2 separate regions of the Triticum aestivum genome follow, and region 1 is linked to region 2. Evidence: chromatin contacts called from public Hi-C data. All regions are on one chromosome and are shown on one strand. Each heading gives the region's core, a stretch centred on a gene start, on an enhancer-like site or on the middle of the called end of the contact. The rest is flanking DNA. Distances are from core to core; before and after follow the strand shown.

Region 1 (3,191 bases), core at 548-3,047, 430 kb after region 2:
CAGTCCCTGACTGCCAGTAAGTCACAAGCATTGCCCATACATATATGTACTTGGTCAACGGTAGGTTGCCTAACGGGAGCAAAGTCGCTAATTACAGAGGCAACTCATTGATATAGTGACATGCTTAAAGAAAAGTTTGCATGGTTCCTAGATGAGCAGAAACTGCCATGCCATGCATATAAAGCTGTGATGATGGTGCCATATTTGCAATTTGGCAGTCACGCTCACTAGAAACTAGGCAACTGCTTTCGTTTCAGTCAGGCCTTTGTAAGACAGGTTTGGTGAACAGAACAATATAGGTAGGAGTGTTATTAAGTAGGTGTTGCTTGGTTTGACTTAAACAAAGGCACTGCTTACTTACCTGCTGGAAAGTCGGTATCTTTGCATCCATGTTGCTGTCTAGCAACCCCTGCAGCAGCTCCAGCCTCTCCTTCCTATTCGTGAACATCGCCTACTCATCACCAAAGCAAAACACATGTACGTGCATTAGTTAACCACCCAAATTACGCCAACCAACACTGCATTTCCCAGACAAACAGAAAACACTATGTGTGTTATTTCTAAACATGAGAAATTTCAAGTTACAACAATTCAAGAAAATCAGCATTTAATTAATAAGAAAGAAAAGGAACTACTACTATGTCAATTCCAAAAATTAGCATTCACATTTACTAATAAACAGTTCCAAATTACTTAACATTAGAGTTCTAGACATAGGTGTGCTAACTTGATTACCTTGAGGTAGTCCTTGTACATCCTGTCCGGGAACCACATCTTCCGGTACATGGAGACGGAGAAGAGCGCTTTGAGCCCCTGGAGCGTCTCCGGCATGAGCAGCTCCGCGGAGGACCCTGCGCCGAGCCGCTCCATGGTCTCCCTGTTCACGGCGTCCGTCATGGCCACCACGGACCCGGACACGGCCAGCGACCGCACCAGGTCCGGCCGCGCCTCCGCCAGCTTGAACGCCACCATGCCACCGTAGCTGAACCCGACCACGTCGCAGCGCGCCACGCCGAGCCGCGCCAGCGCCGCCGCCACGCACCGCGCCTGGAACTCCGGGGTCCGGTCGGCGCTGTCCGTCGTGGACGACTTGCCGAAGAAGAGCAGGTCCGGGATGTACACGTTGTAGCGCGACACCAGCACGCCGAAGTTGAACTGGAACGTCACGTTGCCCTCGGCGGCGAAGCCGTGGATGAGGACCACGTTGGGCTTGGACTCGGGGCCCTTCCTCCTGCTCCCACGACGGCCGCCTGATGGCTTCTTGGCGGCGGCGGCGTCTTCCCCTGCGGCGACGGCGGCGCTGGCATCGTGCGGGCTGATGGTGGTTCCTTTCTTGCCGGCGTGGTGCTTGGGAGCCCAGACGTGCATGGTTGTGCCCGGCTCCAGCTCGACGTCGATGGGGCGGAGCCCGGCCAGCCTCATCATCCCCGTCAGCAGCGGCTTCTGCGCCTCGATCAAGTTCACCATCTTCCCTGTGACCTTGCCGTGCCTACGTGCGTGGGCGGCTGTAGTGTGCTAGCACGTGCACGTTGCGGCTCAAGTGTTTGAACTCGGAGCAGTGGCCGGGCTTGTATTAGTAGGGGGGACGCCGGAGGAGCAGGGGTCAGCTGTGACCTGTGAGAACGCGACGACGGGCGTTGTAACGACCGGTGACGTCGACGGCGGCTACTGACGGCGACCGGCCTGAGGACGGGTGGGAGTTGGGTGGCGATCGTGGGAGGGATAGGGCAGCAGCAAGAAGCGATCCAACGGGAACAGAGAAGGAACAGGGGGCGGGTTTAGTGGGGTTTAGTGATCTACCACAATCCACACATGCGCGTACGTTTAGCTTCGATTGGTGGCTTGGCGCAACAAACCCATCCTACTACTGTGACGCGCCGGCTGCTTCTCAAGCATTTCTCCACACTTTGGACATAATTTTTTTAGGACCCAATAACTGTCGCTCGATCGCCATCGCCAAGGAGCTGAGCAGCTCCTAGCGACCCTTTCTGGCCGTTTGCCAGGGGGCAGGCCAGGGCGAGCCCCGATTGACCCAAAAAAGACCAATTAAACAGTTTTTTTGTTTGAAAAATGCCACGTTAAACTTTAAAACGAAAAAAGTCGAGTGATCTGACATTTTTGACATGCTAAACTTTAAAACTGCCATCTTCTAGATATAAATGACATTGGCCAAAAAATACGCACAAATTTATAAAAATGGCACGTTTTGAAAAATTACTAAAATTGTCATGCTACTTTATAAAAACTGCCATCCTCTAGATAAGATTTTTGTTTCTTTAAGACAAACTTTCGATCTATTCATAATCTGTCACGATAGTACAAAGAACACCATATATAAGTAACAAAAAACTATAACCAGATCTATGGACCAACTAGCGATGATTACAAACGTTGGAATAAACTAAAGACGCGTTGTCCTCATCCACTTTTGTGATAGTAACAAAAAGCTATAACCATATCTAGAGTTATTTACCCAAAACCACCACACTTGGGGCTAGGGTAACAACTTGATACCAGATTTGAGCCAAGTCACAAAGAACCACCAGTTATGAGCCTAATGCGTAACGCGGAGCACTGATGCTGGAATTTGGTCGCCAAAACAGCAAAACCGACAGGTGGGTCCCGCCTGTCGGGCCGACGTGGCAAAGACTAATCCAAGTCAAAGTTTGACCCGCTGAGGTGGACGGGGGACCCATCAGTCAGCCACTCATCCTCTTATGCTCCTTTTATCTTCTTCTTCCTCCTCTGTTACTCTGCCCTGCGATGGCTGATTCGGAGCAGAGGCAAGCATGCGGGCGCGTCGGCGGGAGATGGACTTCGAGAGGAAAGGGAGGAGACGCGGAAGGGCCCGCCGGCGGCGGCCGCGCCGGCAGTAAGATGCTAGGGTGTCCAGCAGCGTTGACGGCGGCGAGCTGCGCGGTGGCGGAGCTCGGGCTTGCATGAGCGCCGAGTTACAGCTTGCAAGCGAGCGAGCTAAGCAGCTAGATGGCATCGTTGGAGCTCCATGGTCTCAGTATAGTGCTCACGCATAATCAATTTGTGCTCAAACAACGACGGCAGAGAGGCACGACGGCCGGAGCTCTCCGGCATGGCGAAGGAATTAGTTACCGAACAAATTCGACAACGGGAGAAAGGGGTAAAAGGAGAGGAGCTCATGGCGATTCAGGTGAGCAGGCCGGCGAGGTCAGGGG
Region 2 (2,984 bases), core at 229-2,728:
AATTTATCAAAATGCGAACGTTATGATCATTATTGGAATTTGTGCACAAAAATTAAAAAGCAGAACATTTTTTGGAGTTATGAACATATTTTGAAAGGTGGACACTTTTTTAGAAATTCAGAACATATTTCGAAACAGGAATTTTTTTAAAGTTGATGAACATTTTATTAAAGGTGAACATTTTTACAAAATATGCGAACAATTGGTAAAAAAAATCATGATTTTTTTGGAACTTTTGAACAAATTTTTTAAAAAAGGAACTATTTTTTAACTTCCGAACATTTTTTGAAATTTCAAACAAATTTTAGAATCATGGAAAATAAAAATAGAAAGAATAAGCAAATAGAAAAATAAATACAAAACAAATAAAAAAGAAAAAGAGAAAAGGAAAGAGAAATACAAAAAACTTGAAACAGAAAAAACGAAAATGGAAAAAAAGAAAACAAAAAAAGGCAAATACGAACATTTTTTAAAAAGGGAACATTTTTTAAATCCCACAACATTTTGTTTAAAATGCGAACATTCTTTGAATTTATGAACAATTTGGAAAATGCGGCCATTTTTTTAAAAAAATAAGGTTTTTTGAAAGTGGGAACAAATTTTTTAAGGTTACGAACAATTTTTGAAACATGAACTTTTTTCAAAAAAAATTGAAAAATAAAAAAGAAACTAAAAAAGAAACCGAAAAGGAAAAAGAACATTTTTAGACCAAAGTTAGAAATAGGAAACAATTTTAAAAATTCCAAACAAATTTGAAAGTTGAACATTTTTTGAATACGTGAACAAAAGTTGAATACATGAAGAAAATATAAAACGAATATGTTCAGAAATTCATAAAGATTTTTTGAAAATTGCAAACAATTTTTGAAACGGAACCATTTTTTGAAACCACGAACATTTTTTTAAAAGTTTTCAAAATTTTGAACGAAAACATTCTGAACAATTTTGTTAACACATTTTTTTTTGAAAATTCTGAACATTTTTTGGTAAATGCATACAGTTTTTGAATTTATGAACAAAATTTGAAAACACGAACATTTTTCAAATTTTGAACATTTTTGTAAAAGCTCGAACATTTTTTTGAGAGAGAAAACATAAACTTGAAAAACAAAAAAGAAAAAAAGAAAAGAAAAAGAAACTGAAATAGAAAAAGAAAGGAAAATAAAAAACCGGTTCAGGAACCTTCTAGAAGGTTCCCAAAACCGGAAAAAACCAGCTGGAAACCTCTAGAAGGTTCCCAAAACCGGGAGTGCTGGAACGGTTAAAACAGGCCGGCCCGTTGCGTCGCTGCTCGGTCGCTCGCTTGTGGGAAGCCCCGGCAGTTTGACGCAACGAGCGGCAAATAGGATATATGGGCCGTCACAAACCAAAGTGAATATAACCGAATGCTACCTGGCGAGGCCCAATACAAGCCCATCCAGCACTCTCGCTTGGAAAGCAAGAAAGAAGGTTACCGGAAAACTCCCCCATCGACGGGAGCTCTCTCCCATCCCGTCCTCCTCTCCTATTTCTCTCCAGTCGCCGCTTAGCCAAAACCCCCGAGAAAACCCTCGCGCCCCCCGCCCACCATGCGCCGCCTACTCCGGCCGGCGAAAGCGGCGGCCTCCGTAGCCGCCGGGGCCGCGGTATTGGCGTCGCTCGGCGAAGTCGCGTACGCGGATAGCATCTTCTCCTTCCGCCGCCAGCCCGCCGCTCCTCCTCCTCCTCCACCTCCAGATGCCCCCGCCCCCGCCGCCGCCTCTTCCGGCTCCAGCGGGTTCGACCCCGAGGCGCTGGAGCGCGGGGCCCGCGCGCTGCGGCAGATCAATGGCTCCCGGTACGCCAAGCTGGTAAGCTGCTCGCGCTCTTGCCCTTATTACCCGGATTATTGCCCGTTCTGACGCCCCCTGCTGTTGTTGGGCTTGGCCGCAGCTGTTTGGGCTGATGCAGAGCCAGGAGGAGACGCGCCTCGCGGAGATGGCTGCGGAGAAGGTCCACCACGATATCTACTGGAAAGTCAAGGAAATCGTGAGTTGTTCGCGGCTTTTCCCCTTTTAATGCGAAAATTGCTCGATGTCACGCGATTCCAATGCTAGACCACTCGAATTTGTTTTACCTAATCCGCCTTTTGAGCATTCTCTTTCTGTAGTGTTTGAGTTCACGACTTCTTTGAAATGAAGAACCATTAATTTGCTTAGAAAGCTTCCTGCAACAACAACAAGACCTGCTTAAGAAAGCAGAGCTGTTAACATTCTAGTCTGGAATAAAAAATCTAGGATCTCACCATTCAAGTGGTATACGTCATAATTCATAGCAAATCACATCATCGATCTTCATGAATAGCAAGGACTCACCGATTTGTAACTTCATGCCAATTAAAACTGGAACAGATGCGTTATGTGGGATAAAATTTCATCTGTGCGTCTCACTATGTTGATGCATTGAGCCGTTGTACATGGCTGCTGCCAATACACTCATATTTTTTGTGTCGGCCCCTTATCTGACAGGAGGCGAAGCGGAAAATGGGTGAAGAATATAGAGAAAATTTGAAACAGCAATCACAAATTGAGGCACAAAGGTTACGCTACGAGGATGAGTTAGCTAAGAAAAGCAAACAGGTATTGAATCTTCTACCCTCTAACTACCTTTGTTAATGTTTATATCTATGTTAAGTTGGTGCTATTTCCTGTGGTGCATTGGGTTTATAAGGAGAACATCAACACATGATTTAATCAAGCACCTATGTTGACAGGAAGAGCGTGAAGCTGAAAGACGACGGGACGCTGAACTTGTAAGGATGCAAGAGATTGGTGCCTTAAAAAGAGAACAAGCTAGGCGTGCCACAGAACAGAAGATTTTAGAGCAAGAGCTACAGACTCTGAAAGAAAGGGCCAAAAATGATCGCGAGACAAACAAAGAGAATGCTATTTCTAATGCTAAAGCTAAAGCTCATGAAGCAAAGCTGACAGAAGATTACGAAAGAAGAATGCTTGTGGAACTCATGA

Evidence for each region. Hi-C and Micro-C count contacts between places; a contact is called where the count stands out from the background.
Region 1: a Hi-C map of leaf shows a contact between it and region 2, with 5 times the contacts expected there. The contact joins the promoter of LOC123134391 here to the promoter of LOC123137930 in region 2. A contact is called at or near these places in 4 of 5 Hi-C or Micro-C datasets (leaf and root).

The regions. Positions count from the first base shown.
Region 1 is chr6B:547,775,968-547,779,158 of IWGSC CS RefSeq v2.1, forward strand. LOC123134391 (putative aminoacrylate hydrolase RutD) reads right to left here and starts at 1,798. Exons shown (of 4, transcript XM_044553652.1): 1 at 736-1,798; 2 at 362-451. The coding sequence starts at 1,467.
Region 2 is chr6B:547,349,031-547,352,014 of IWGSC CS RefSeq v2.1, forward strand. It overlaps LOC123137930 (ATPase family AAA domain-containing protein 3C), which reads left to right and starts at 1,479. Exons shown (of 8, transcript XM_044557824.1): 1 at 1,479-1,829; 2 at 1,912-2,007; 3 at 2,487-2,597; 4 at 2,732-2,984. The coding sequence starts at 1,569.